Linked DNA regions of Zea mays: region 2 is linked to region 1. The links are chromatin contacts, called in public Hi-C maps. All regions are on one chromosome and are shown on one strand. The core of a region is the stretch at or near the end of the contact, and the rest is flanking DNA. Distances in the headings are between cores, read along the strand shown.

Region 1 (6,388 bases), core at 2,808-5,307:
CGCCGCACCTCCAACAGCCACGACATCACGCCAGCAGGGTGCCCAGATCTCTCCGGCTGCCACATTGGCATGTACCTAGGGCGCTAGCTCTCCCTCCGCTAGACACGTAGCACTCTGCTACATCCCCATTGTACACCTGGATCCTCTCCTTACGACTATAAAAGGAAGGACCAGGGCCTTCTCAGAGAAGGTTGGCCGCGCGGGACCGAGGACGGGACAGGCGCTCTCTTGGGGCCGCTCGCTTCCCTCACCCGCGTGGACGCTTGTAACCCCCCTACTGCAAGCGCACCTGACCTGGGCGCGGGACGAACACGAAGGCCGCGGGACTTCCACCTCTCTCACGCTCGGCTCCGGCCGCCTCGCCTCTCCCCCCTTCGCGCTCGCCCACGCGCTCGACCCATCTGGGCTGGGGCACGCAGCACACTCACTCGTCGGCTTAGGGACCCCCCTGTCTCGAAACGCCGACAAATATACTCACAAAATAAGAGGCGGATCCAACACTTACCTTTGTTTAGCAGATTTACCACGCCTAGACATCTTATAAATCAGGCTGAAATCTCTAGTTTCGAAGAATAGGAATGAGCACACAAACTAGGCATACGTAGGGTTCTATTTATATGCAGATACCTCGGCGCCATAGATCTTGACGCCGAGGTAAGGTCGGCGCCATAGATCTTGGCGCCGAGGTAAGGGTCGTTGACCGGCGGCACCAAGATCTATGGCGTCGAGGTATGTGCCACGTAGATTCCAAGTCATCCCTACATATTACGTCTGCACGCCAATAATATTGGCGCCGGCACACACAAGCTCGGCGCCAATGATGACAGCGCCGAGCTAAGGGTCCATTTTTTGAAATGAAACTGCCAGGGGCATAATTGTGCAAAAAACCCCAAAAAGAGTCCATTTGTAAAAAAAGTTGGCCAGGACATCCCAAGCTCCCCGATTTTTTTTGCATTTTAACCCTTCATCGAAAACAATATCACGTTTGGACCCTAGAAAATTTTAATGTCATTTTTGGACCCTTTGCTCGGCGCCATAGCCTATGGCGCCGAGGTAACACAGCTCGGCGCCATAGGCTATGGCGCCGAGGTAGGTACTGCGCTGGCCCAAACGGACGACGTGGCACCGACGTGGTACCGAGCTCGGCGCCATAGATCTTGGCGCCGAGCTTGGTTCTGTACATAAAGGTCGTCTAGTTCAGTTGGTAGAGCGTAAGGCTCTTAACCTTGTGGTTGTGGGTTTGAGCCCCACGGTGGGTGTTTTTTTTGTCTTTGTCACTGATTTGTTTTTTGTTGTCCAGATTTTTTGTTTGTCGCTGATTTGTCCGTCCAAATTTATTTCTCATCCTGTTTTTTTTTGTTTTTTGACTGATTTGTTTATTCATCTAGATATTTTTTTTGTTTTTCATGAGCCAGGCTACTTTGCTTTTCATATCCTAACTGACGCTCAGAACTTCTATGCCATGAAACACTGGTTTGCCAGGAATTCGTATAAAAATGCAGCTATCCGTGTCATAAACTAGGAAGCAATTATTTTGGAGAAACTTCCAAAGTATACTATCCGTCAGCTGTATTTGCCAGAGGAGTTCCGTGTTCTCATTAGGAGCATTAAGCGGCCTACTGAAAACATAAGAATGAAATACCTGTCACTGTTCAGCCACTCACATTTCGTTATTCCAGAAATATTCAAGTATCTAAACCTTGACGCATCCACAACGTTGGAATATATATGTACTCATATTCGAATTATAGAATACAGGCTTATCTGTAGAAATATTCAGGTTTTTTTTCTTCACGTGCTTTTGCATAAAATCAAACTGGTGAGACTACAAAATTCATGTATTAATTTATATAATAATCTTGCATTTCAAATAGGCCATCGTATAGGATAGTTAATTCATGAATATTTGTGCTTCTTTTTACCGGATAAACAAAAAAATATCTGGATGAATAAACAAATCAGTCACAAAAACAAAAAAAACAGGATGAGAAATAAATTTGGACGGACAAATCAACGACATAAACAAAAAATTGGGACAAAAAAAATAGTGACAAAGACAAAAAAACACCCACCGTGAGGCTCGAACCCACAACCATAAGGTTAAGAGCTTCACGCTCTACCAACTAAGCTAGACAACCTTTGTGTATAGAATCGAGCTTGGCGCCAAGATCTATAGCGCCGAGCTCGGTACCACGTCGGCGCCACGTTGTCCGTTTGGGCCAGCACAGCACCTACCTCGGCGCCATAGGCTATGGCGCCGAACAAAGGGTCCAAAAATGACATTAAAATTTTCTAGGGTCCGAACGTGATATTGTTTTCGATGAAGGGTTAAAATGCAAAAAATTCGGCCAAGCTCCCACCCCAGCACTCCTCTCCTCGCACAGTACCAATATACGGCTTGGGAGTTCAAGTCCGTGGGGTGTAAACGGATACTTATTCAGATATCAGTTTTTTGATCTTTTTTCTTTGATTGTGAATTAATAGAATTTAGAATATGCTATGCAAATTTATATTGTTGTTTTTAGTATTGAGCTTGTAAAGATTCATAAAATATAAACCTCAAATCTATCATATATCTTCTGAAATAATAAATATAAATTTCGGATACAAATCGAATATGGATACAGATATTTTTTCACCTTTTTTATTGTATGGAGCAAATAATGTATGAAATAATTTATACAAAATTTTATTCTTATTTATAATAATGTGCTTCATAACATAAGAAAATATTAGCATCAAATTTCATATATATCTATTTTAAAATATTAAATTTGTACTAACAGTTCGGATATCCGTTTACACCCTATTCCTAACCAAACAAGTTCTTACGTGAATGGATTAATACGCTGACCCCGGAGCTAGAAAATGATAAAATTACGCTGACCCCGGATCCGACCACGAGGGCTGGGCTTCATATTAGTTGAGATGAGAATAATAGTATCCGAGGCCCCCGCGCTTGCGCCACATCTGGTTTGGTTTGGTCCCCTCCCCACCCCACTACTACGTAGCTTTGCTCCGCGTCCACGGCGGGCGGGTGGGCGGGCAGAGCAGTCCGGCAGTGTGGGCACGGCGACGCGCGAGGGTGAGGATGAGAATGAGAAAGCAAGCAAAAGCGCGCGGGGGGCGTGTCGTCGTGCGCGCGTGTGCCGGGGGAGAGGGCGACGTGCCGGCTACCTTGACCTTGAGTGAGAGTGCGTCGTACGAGCGGGGTGTACTGTGTGATAGTAGCTCAACACTAGCTAGTAAGCTAGGCGGGCGCCCGCGCGCGCGCGCGCTGCACGTAGCAGGAAGTACTAGCTGCTGCATGTAGATGTAGTTACACTGTACCGGGGGGCGAGGACACGGAGGGTGGGCCGAGACCGCGACGTGGCGGGGCTCCCTCTCGCATCGTCCTGTATACCGTGCCGTGCCGTGCGGCTGGAGCGACGCATGTGGCGATCCAGTGCCCGCGTCGGAAGCAACGCATAATTGGTGAGCGCTGCTCGGTTCCCGGTGCACGCTACGTACCCGGCCCGGCTGCGCGTGATTCTTTCTACCTAGGAGTACGCCCTGCTCTGCTCATACATCATCAGTTCAGAACACTGAATGAATCCAGTAACCACCGTTCGGTGTCCGTCATCCGTGTCTCTGCGGAGCACGGGAGTACTAAAATACTGCGGTCTCGCATGCATCAATCTGCGAAAGAAAAGAAAAGGGTCGCGACAGACGGGCTGCGTGTTGCGAGACCGCCGGGTGCGTGTCCCGACGAGCATAGTATGCGACGGTCGCTCCTTCTCCGACACCAGTTTTTTTTCCCCCGTAGCGCTTTCAGTACGTCGCCGCACAAACAGTGTCAAGCTGTCACTAATATCACACCACGCACGGCACGGATGCAGACACGCCACGGTACTCCGCGTCCGCCTACTTATATAGTATTCTAGTACATCGTTTGCTCGAGCTCACCGGCTGGGTTCGGTTGTCCGCGGCATGATGTCCGGCCCAGCCCTGGCTCAGCCCCTCACGTGGGGGACCGCCGGACCGGGACACGTACGTACGCCCTTGCCCTTTCACGGACGGGGCCACTAGTATTTGCAAGAGGAGGAGGACCAGACCACCACCAAACTGTACCGCCGCGACCGCTCGCTGGGCCCGGGCATCGAACAACCATCAGCAGCCGATAGATCGAGCAGGCAGCCAGTGACCAGCGTGCGTGCGAGTGCATGCATCTGGACGACCGGGAGAGGGCAGGCTCCTGGAGAGGCCGTGTGGTTTGGACGGATGGCGGCTCGCCACTGGTCGCCCCGCGAAAGCTGCTGCTGTTAGGAGGGAGAACGTGTCGTGCCGACTTGTTAGGAGGAGTGTCTGCTCTGCTAGCTGGTCCGTGGCTGCCTAGGACCACTGCTCGTGAACGTACGCTTGCTAGGCATGGCAGTGGCAGATGAAGGGCGCTGGAGGTGTCGTCTTCAGTCTCAATGTGCAAGTCGCATTGAGGAGGTACACGAAGCAACTCGACTCCATTGCAAAAAAAGTTTTGCTTATTTGGCCATGAGCGAGCCAGCTGAGAGCCACAGCCACCACATCCAACCTTGCTTTGGAGCCTGGGGGATCCGGATCTTCTAACGTCCACGTCGTCCAGCGACGTCGCTCTGCACTGCAGTCAGTGGGGGCGGGGACCGTTCGCTGAGATGAGATCGAACGGTGGCTGGCTCCCACCAGGCTTATGTACGCTGGGCTCCGGCCCATCTCGGCCCCAAAGCACCACGCTACCTCTCCTTGGGACCTTTTTACCTGGCTAGCGCCATGCCTTGGGCTGAGATGGGCCTGCTGCTGTGCTTGTGCCGGCTGGAGTTCTGCAGGGCCACGGTAGGACGGAAAACGAGCGGGATGGATTGGATTGGATTGGTGACTGCACAGGATCCAGTTCCTCTGGACCTCCCAACTCCTAAAAAAGTTCAGTTTGTTTGGAGTTGCGTATCCGTATTTGTACTAATCGTTTTTTTGTATTCACAAATTGTATATCCAAACTGGGTACCGAAGCTACAGTTGTAATTATTAACAGAGGGGAATGACCGAATGAGGTGTATAGATTAGCGAGGATTGACTGGGCCCGCGTAGAGAAGAGCAACATACCAATAAACAAGATAGACGGCGTGCTGGCCGGCTGGGATTATCCCAAAAGCCAGTAGATCATAGAACTGCATCCTAGTATCACCTCGACTCGCCCTTCTCTCCATACTTTTGCAGAAAGCCAGTAGATCAAAGAACTGCATGCATGTGATCACTAAGAAGTACTGTAAGAACTACGGATTGACAACTTTTTTTTTTGCAGCGCACGAGTGTTCAAAAAATGGCAGTACGTAGCAGTTAAACGACGCTCAGTTAAACGACGCTCACGGTTCTGCAATAGCAGCTTGTGTCCACGAAGAAAAAACGCTGAACCACTGAACTCTTCGTCCAATGTGTTAAGTAACTTTAGTTAGGGTTACGTGGGCAACTGCTTTGCTCCTGAGGGGTCTGACATCTCTATATAAGGAACATGTACACCCCTCATAATAGAAATCAGAAAGAGACCAGAGGTCCAACCCTATATTTTGTGTCTCGTGTGTTTTCTCTGTCGTGCTTATGAGAAGGGAGACGGGTTCTCTACATCTTCTTGCGCCTCTACTGCTGACGGGATGGAAGGGAGCGGATCTGGTGATCCGTGATAACGTAGTTCTCAACACGTTATCAGCACGCTCTGCATCAACTCTCCGTCAAGTCGGCAAGTCCTCCGGCCTAGCCGAACTGTCCTACGCGACAGCCATCATTTTCGTCTACTGAATCAAGAAATGGGGTATGTAATTTCTGGACTGAATCTGTGATTTAGTTTCCAATCTATTGTTTGCGGTGAAAAAAAGCACCTTCACCGCTTTGGGGAGCGCCGCCTAGAGCCACTGCTCCTACGTGTGTTCGTGTCTCGCGGAGATGCGACCTCTTCTCACACGATCCGATTCACCCGCGTGGTGATCTGTTATCCTCGTGGCAGTTAGAAAAAAAGAGGAATCACGCACTTGGGGCTCGCACCGCCGCACGTATTCTGCCACGACATCGCACGAAGCGTGGCGCACACTCATGCCATCCACGCTGGGCCCAGCTTCCTCAATAACCGGAACCGCAACTGGTTGCATGCGTATGTGCCTCCGGAGCAGCCTTGCATGTGAAGTATCGTGAAGTTGACTTCACGCTTGCATGTGATGCTCTGATGGTTACAAAGCAGGCGATGGTTGGCTTGAAAATCGCTCTGGAAAATTTCAATTGAATTATTTCATATATGCTCTATGTTGTTTATTCTATTTATTTCCGGTTACAAATAATAAATAGAATAAACCATTTTTGCAGTTTCTACTTTAATTAATTATTTCCCGTA
Region 2 (6,388 bases), core at 2,804-5,303, 100 kb after region 1:
ACAGGGATTGCATTCTGCTAGTTACCACGAGCCTTTTTTACTGGTGTCGCACGAGCTCCCCGCAGGGAAGTTACTGTAACACTGCAGTGGCCAGTGCATGCTTGGCTTTTTACTGCTGGATCAAGCCCGGCTTTATCCGACAGCACGCACGGCAGTCGGCAGAGAGAAAGAGAGAGGCCCCACCTCCTGACCCCAACGCAGAGACGCAGGCCATGCATGCATGCATGCGGCATGCCCTACACCGGGCGGGGCCGGCGCGCGTGTAGGCGTTGATCCGTCGTCGGCCCCGGCCGCCTCGCCGTTGCGCGTGGCACCTTTTGCAGATCTCGCAGCAGGACGTGCCGCCACTGTTGGCACGTGCGCGCGTGTCAGGGCACACGTGAGCGGTACCAGGCCCAGCGTCCAGCGATGGTCCCCGGCACGCGCGCGGAGGCGACGGGGGCGGTCGAGCGGCGGCCAGGCCCCGCCGCGTCGAGCGCGCGCTCGATCCGCTCACCCGACCGGCGCCGCGAGCCCGCGCGGCCGGATGTTGGTTGCATGCGCAGCGCTTGGTCGCTTGGACCGCGGACGTGGCGGGTGCGGGCGCCGGGGTTCGTAGTGGCCGGCCCGGCCGGGCCACCCCCCCCGTTCTGCACACGCGCACGGGCCCTTGTCTCCCGCTCTGGCCTGGTCTGCCTTGTGCTAGCGAGCTAGCTGATCATGCATATCGCGTCGCGCGTACGTGACCATACGCTAGCTGCGCGCTGAGCCGCTGACTGGTGACTGGTCTCGATCGTCTCCGCCGGTCTCTCTCTTTCCCTTCTCCCACAGGCAGCGCATCCAAACCATGAACCGCTTAAAAAGGAGCCTGCCAACAGCAACACCATTCCCAGCGAAGAAATAGGCGTAGGGCGGTAGGGCCAAGGCCGCCCAAAGTGTAGCAGGAAGTTGCACGAGGACGCCGTTTCTCCCTCGCAAGTTAGGCCGGCACCCACTAGGAAGCAGCCAGCAGGTGGTGACACGTGTTCTGCGTATACACGAGGCGTGCTATAGAAAACAAGCGGGCTGCGGCCGAACGCGGCACGCCCTGTCGCCGTCGTCCGAATCGCGACGGATGTCAAACGGACATCAATTCGCGCGCCACACTCTCTAATGCACGCGCTTTAGGTGACAGCAACTGTACAGTCCACACAGACGGGCATGCGCATCAGTTGACAGATGGGCACACTTCGTCAGTGAACACGGCCGGGGGGCGGTGGTTGGAGGCGGAGGAGGGGGGCTGGAGCGGCGCATGTGCATGCCCCGTCCTGCCTGCCAGTCTGATCGTCCCGCGGAACCACCGCCAGATCCACCTCTCTCTCTCTTGGAGCCCCCAGCGTACGTGGAGTCGTGGACCACGCATCGCCCAGCGGCGCCTTTTACGTGCGGCCGGGCTCGCCGTCACGAGCCTCCACACGGCACCGAGCGCAGGCACGCGACACACGGTCACATCTCCACGCACGCACGCACGCACGCACGCGTCTCCTGTGGTACGTGGAACGTGGCGTGTTTCGACGTGGTCTTGGGTACGCGTACGGCCGCACGCGCGCTCCTCCATCGGATACCGCACGATGCGAGGCGAGTAGGCCTGCAAATGGGGTCGATGTAAATGAGTATTTTAGGTGGGTTTAAGAAATGATTTTGTTTTGGTGGGTTGTGATGTGTTTTAATTATTAACAGGTTGGGTGGGTTTATTTTATATTGCGGGTCAAAATGGTTGATACCCATGGGTATAGATGTATTTGTATAGGTATGGGTTTCTATGGGTATTCACCAATCACACTACCACCCTAATCAGTACTATTTTATTTCAGGTTTAGAGAAGTCTTTGATTTATTTAGTCACACACAGCACACTATACTATGCCATTTTATCAGTACCATTTTATTTGAAAATGTGACCAACTATAAAGTTGCATAACTTTTTGAGATCTACAAATTCTATTTTAATAGTTTCTACATCCGATGCCGTTTACAAAATTTGAATTTTAAATTTGAAAACTTCACACGAATTTTTCAATGATAAGATGATTTCAAATAAAAAAGTTGACAATTACAAAATTTCATTACATTTCAAGACCTACAACTTTTATTTTGGTGGTTTTTCATCCGAGGTAGTTTGAAAAATTCAAATTTCAAAATTCAAACATAGTTTTGCATGACAAGATGATTTCAAACCAAAACATTGTCAACTACAAAGTTTAATAACTCTTCAATACCTACAACTTTCATGTTGGTGATTTTTTCTTTTGAGGTTGTTTTCAAAATTCAAATTTTAAATTTTTAAAATTCAGACATAGTTTTCGTTGAAAATATGACTTCAAATGAAAAAGTTGTCAACTACAAACTTCTATAACTTTTCAAGATCTACAAAGTTTATTTTGGTTGTTTGATCATTTGTTCATCTCACATGATAGTTCTAACAATATGCACAAATTCTATACATATCTCTCGTAGTTCCATAAACTACGAGAGAGATATAGGTTTTATGAACAAATTTATTTTTAGTTTGTCATATGAAGAAATGTTCAAAATATAAAATGTACATCATGATGAGTTATACAAATTTGAGGTTGTTTATTTTTCTTTTGAGGTTGTTTATTTTTCTTTTAAACATAGATGGATTAAGGATCCTTAACATATGTTTTTTGTTATTTTCTCGAGATCTAAATGTTCATTGACCAAATTTGTCACTGTGTATGCAACTATGTTTTTGTATGTCACTAAAACTACCTATAAAATTATCACTGTGTATCAGTGTATGCAGTTGGCTTGATGTGAGACAATAAGCTAAACCCACGGGTTTTCCTTGGGTTTCCACCCAATTACGGGTTGGTTTGGGATCTGTTGACGCCTTCCGCGCTCAATTTGGTGCTCAACAGGATCAATATTGTTATTGGATGGGTTGGGTTTAACTTTCTTATAGTATTTTTGGTTGGGTGTGGGATGGATATCAAAGTAATTAGATTTGGGTATGGGTGGGAGTGGATTGGACTTTTTGCCATTAGCAGGCCTAGATGCGAGGCGTGGAGTTTACGTGCCGCCGTGCGCGCATCCGGGGCGATCGGCGCGGCGTGCCACGTGCGGTGAATTCGCCCGGAAGCGAGCGGTCGGCGGAGGGGACGCATTGCGTACGGTGGATCCATACCCATCGTCTTCCTGCTGCTGGTCTTTATTTTTTGCGCGGTGAAAGGGTGGGGGGTTCGGAGGAGCAGATAGCTTGGTAGCCGCTTTTTTTTTCACCGAGCGAGGAGGCTCATGCTTCCGGCGGTCGGTTTCAGCGGATCCGTTTTACCGACACCACGGGTCGAAAAGATGGAAAGCGAAAGGCCAGCGGGCTAGCCGGCTAGAGGCGCCGCAGCGACAGCGAGAGAGAGGGAAAAAAACTAAAGCTGAGCCGCGAACTAGGAAAAGGCACGATGAGGAGCTGCCGTGGACGTGGCTCCTCGACGACTCTAGTTATATTCGTTACCGCAAACGTTGTACGGCCAGTAACGAACTTTTGTTGTTGCAGTGCCCACATCTCGGTCGGTCGCTCCTGTGAAAAAAGGTAGGGGCACGCCACGATCCAGATCGTTTCTCCTGTTAACTTATCTACACACAGCCTGAAGCTTTGATGGAGCCATGAAAGGGGAGGCTCGCAGCCATGAATGGGGCAGGAGTGGCCAGGCCCGAATCTGGAGCACATGCGTGGCCCGGTGGCCGTCTCCATCCACGGGATGCCCGCAATTCCCGGCCTCATTGTCATGTGCCTCCCCAGTCCCCACCTCTCCAAACCGTCACGTGACCCATAGTCCGCAGTCCACGTCGCCGCCCACCCCCTCCCCTCAAATCTGAAATCCAATCGACTCATTAACCCCGGAGCTCGGCAGAGAGAGAGCATCGGCACGGCGCGGTGGTTGATTAACCAGAACCAGAAGCCAGCACGTGCGCGCCGGGGCTGGTCCGCCGCCTGGGTCTGCGTACATATGCGTCTGTCTGAGCGGGCGCCGCGAAGGAAACTGACGGGGGGCTTTGCTTGGCGTATAAAGCGTCTCGCGAGCGCCTACCGGCAGCCATAGCTGGTGAGTAGTAGTAGTATACTGGAGGAGGAGGAGGAGGAGGAGAGGGAGAAGACGAAGCGAAGCCAGGGCAAGGTCGTCGGAGCCGGAGAGGGAGGAAGGTGGAGAACCTCTACCTGCGTCACGTGACAACTGTCTCCTGACCCACAGGAGCGGCGGACTCCCTCTGCTCGCCGCGCGCGGCCTGTTCCGGTTCGGTCGGCGGCCGACGGCCGGCGGCGGAGGCAGCAGGAAGCTACTGTACCAACCGGCCCAAGAGAATTGCGGGTCCAGAGGCAGTGATGGCGGGGCGCTACGATTGACGTGCTACGATTATGGGCATCCAAGGTACGTACAGGAGCACGCGCGCATGGGCATGTATGGCCTGTCGATCTTGTGTGCTGCTGCGTGGCTTTCGTTCGAGTCATTGGCGGACACAGGGGAAATTAACCTCCGCCGCGCGCAGGGAACAAGGCGGCGACGCACGAGCACGACTTCCTCTCGCTGTACGCCGCCGCCGCCGCCAAGGACGCTCCTCTCCTGCTACACGACTCCAAGGCGCCGCCTCCTTCTCAAGGTCCGCACGCACACACTGCAGCCTTCATTCTCCCTTCCTCTCACGCCAATTCTACTCCCTCTCGTTGGACCTCCGCGCAAGCAATATAACATCTGCCTGTTGCAATTCCTTGTTTCCTGCCTGGATCAAACCGGGGAAGAAAACCTTGCAAGCCAGCTTGTAGTAAATGACTAATTAATTAACCAATCAAATTAGCATGTTCCTCGCACTGACGCGTGATGATTGGGGTTCATTTAACTAGTAGTATGTAATAAAGTACAGCACCCTATAAATTTCGTGCAATTTAAGCTGGACGGCGATAAGAAGCGACAACCAAAAGCAACGGCGGATCACGTGTGCGTCGGACGCAAGGAGCCGTCGACGGGCGGCCTTCCGTCCCATCTGTCCGGGCCCACCCACCCCGCCCCGACCCGACCCACGGGCTGGCTGGCTTTATTCATGCTTAAGCCGCATGGAAATGTTTTTATACGAACAATCGCGTGTTGATTTTCATTCGTTCTTCTTACGGCTATTTTTTGTTTTGTAAGGGAAAGTTTCTTATCACTGGCTACCGCCGATAATAAAAGTTACTGCGTATGTATATATATACAGGTAATTTCCTCTTGAAGACGCACGACTTCCTGCAGCCGTTGGATCAGAAGCCGGGAGCGCCGCCGGAGCCGTCGCCGCTGCCCGCTTCCGCCGCGGAGAGCAGGCACCAGCCGCAGCAGCAGGTCGTCGTCGCGAACCAGCACGCGCTGCCCCTGCCCGGCGGCGTCGGCACCTTCAGCATCAGCCCCGCGCCCGTGTCCGTCGCGCTGCCGGCGGCCGTCGTCAAGTCGGAGCCGCCGTTCGTGCTCTGGGGCCAGCCTGCCGCGACGCTCCATCCGGGCGCGCGAGGTACTTGTCCATCGTAGAGATTTTTCTTTCTCAAATTGTTATTTAAAGGGTTATTTACATAAAAATAGTACCAAAATATCTACCCCGAAGAATAGGAAAAGGATATATAGGGCCTGTTAAGTTGCTTACACCGTTTCGTCTATAGCGACATAGCGAATGCACACGCCACACAAACACGGCGCCGCGGTCGCACTGTCGCATGGGTTACTCGTGCTCTGGGGACGTGGGGTTTGCCGTTTGCGTGCCTGTCTCAAGTCTCAACAGTGCATGGAGAGCTAGAGCGAGACTCTACTCGTACGTCCCTACTCTACAGAGAGTGGGGTGGCCCGTGCATGTACACCTTCAAGCAGACCGGGCCCATTTGGGGCCCATGTTGGCCGTGCACCTTCAGCCTCGTGTCGTGTCACGTCCCGTCCTCTGTCTCGCTCGCAAGACCCACCCCACCCACGTGACCTCCAGGTGCTTGCCCGCCGGGCCCGGCCCACTTAATGGCCGAGCCGCCGGCTACATCCACGCCGGACGCTAGCTGCCACCGGCCCAACCACTCACCGACATGTGGGGCCGAACGGCTTCCGCCTGGCGCCTGCGCCATTCTTCGATAACTGTTTGCGAAATAAAAAAAAAATAGTAGCAAAAGCTAAAGGCGGGCGCTTTTGTGTGTTTCTTGTGTTGTGGGTCTCTCCACCACCACCAGCAGGGCACCAGCAGCAGTGGGCGCTCCCCTTCGCCGGCGCCGGGCAGGTCAGGCTGCCGCCGCAGCAGGCGCCTCCGGATAGAAAGGGCCGGGGCGGCGCCGGTGGCGGCGTCATGGAGTCTGGCTCCAGATCCAGCGGCGGGGCGGGGTTCGACGACGACGACGGCCTCACGACGCGCCG

What was found. A called contact is a pair of places that touch in the nucleus more often than the background predicts.
Region 2: a Hi-C map of leaf shows a contact between it and region 1, with 2.5 times the contacts expected there. The contact joins the promoter of LOC100191909 here to the enhancer-like site in region 1. A contact is called at or near these places in 7 of 25 Hi-C or Micro-C datasets (bundle sheath, ear, endosperm and 2 more).

What each region holds. Positions count from the first base shown.
Region 1 is chr7:135,455,359-135,461,746 of Zm-B73-REFERENCE-NAM-5.0, forward strand. No RefSeq gene overlaps it. Among protein-coding and RNA genes, the nearest start is that of LOC103632901, 21 kb to the left of the region's middle. Within about 2 kb of position 4,058, at least 20 of the 20 cell types and tissues checked have an H3K27ac peak or open chromatin away from gene starts, as enhancers often do. A contact at or near this core is called in bundle sheath, ear, endosperm and 2 more, where this site is marked.
Region 2 is chr7:135,557,852-135,564,239 of Zm-B73-REFERENCE-NAM-5.0, forward strand. LOC100191909 reads left to right here and starts at 4,054. Exons shown (of 12, transcript NM_001350318.1): 1 at 4,054-4,405; 2 at 4,524-4,634; 3 at 5,226-5,513; 4 at 6,208-6,388. The coding sequence starts at 4,393.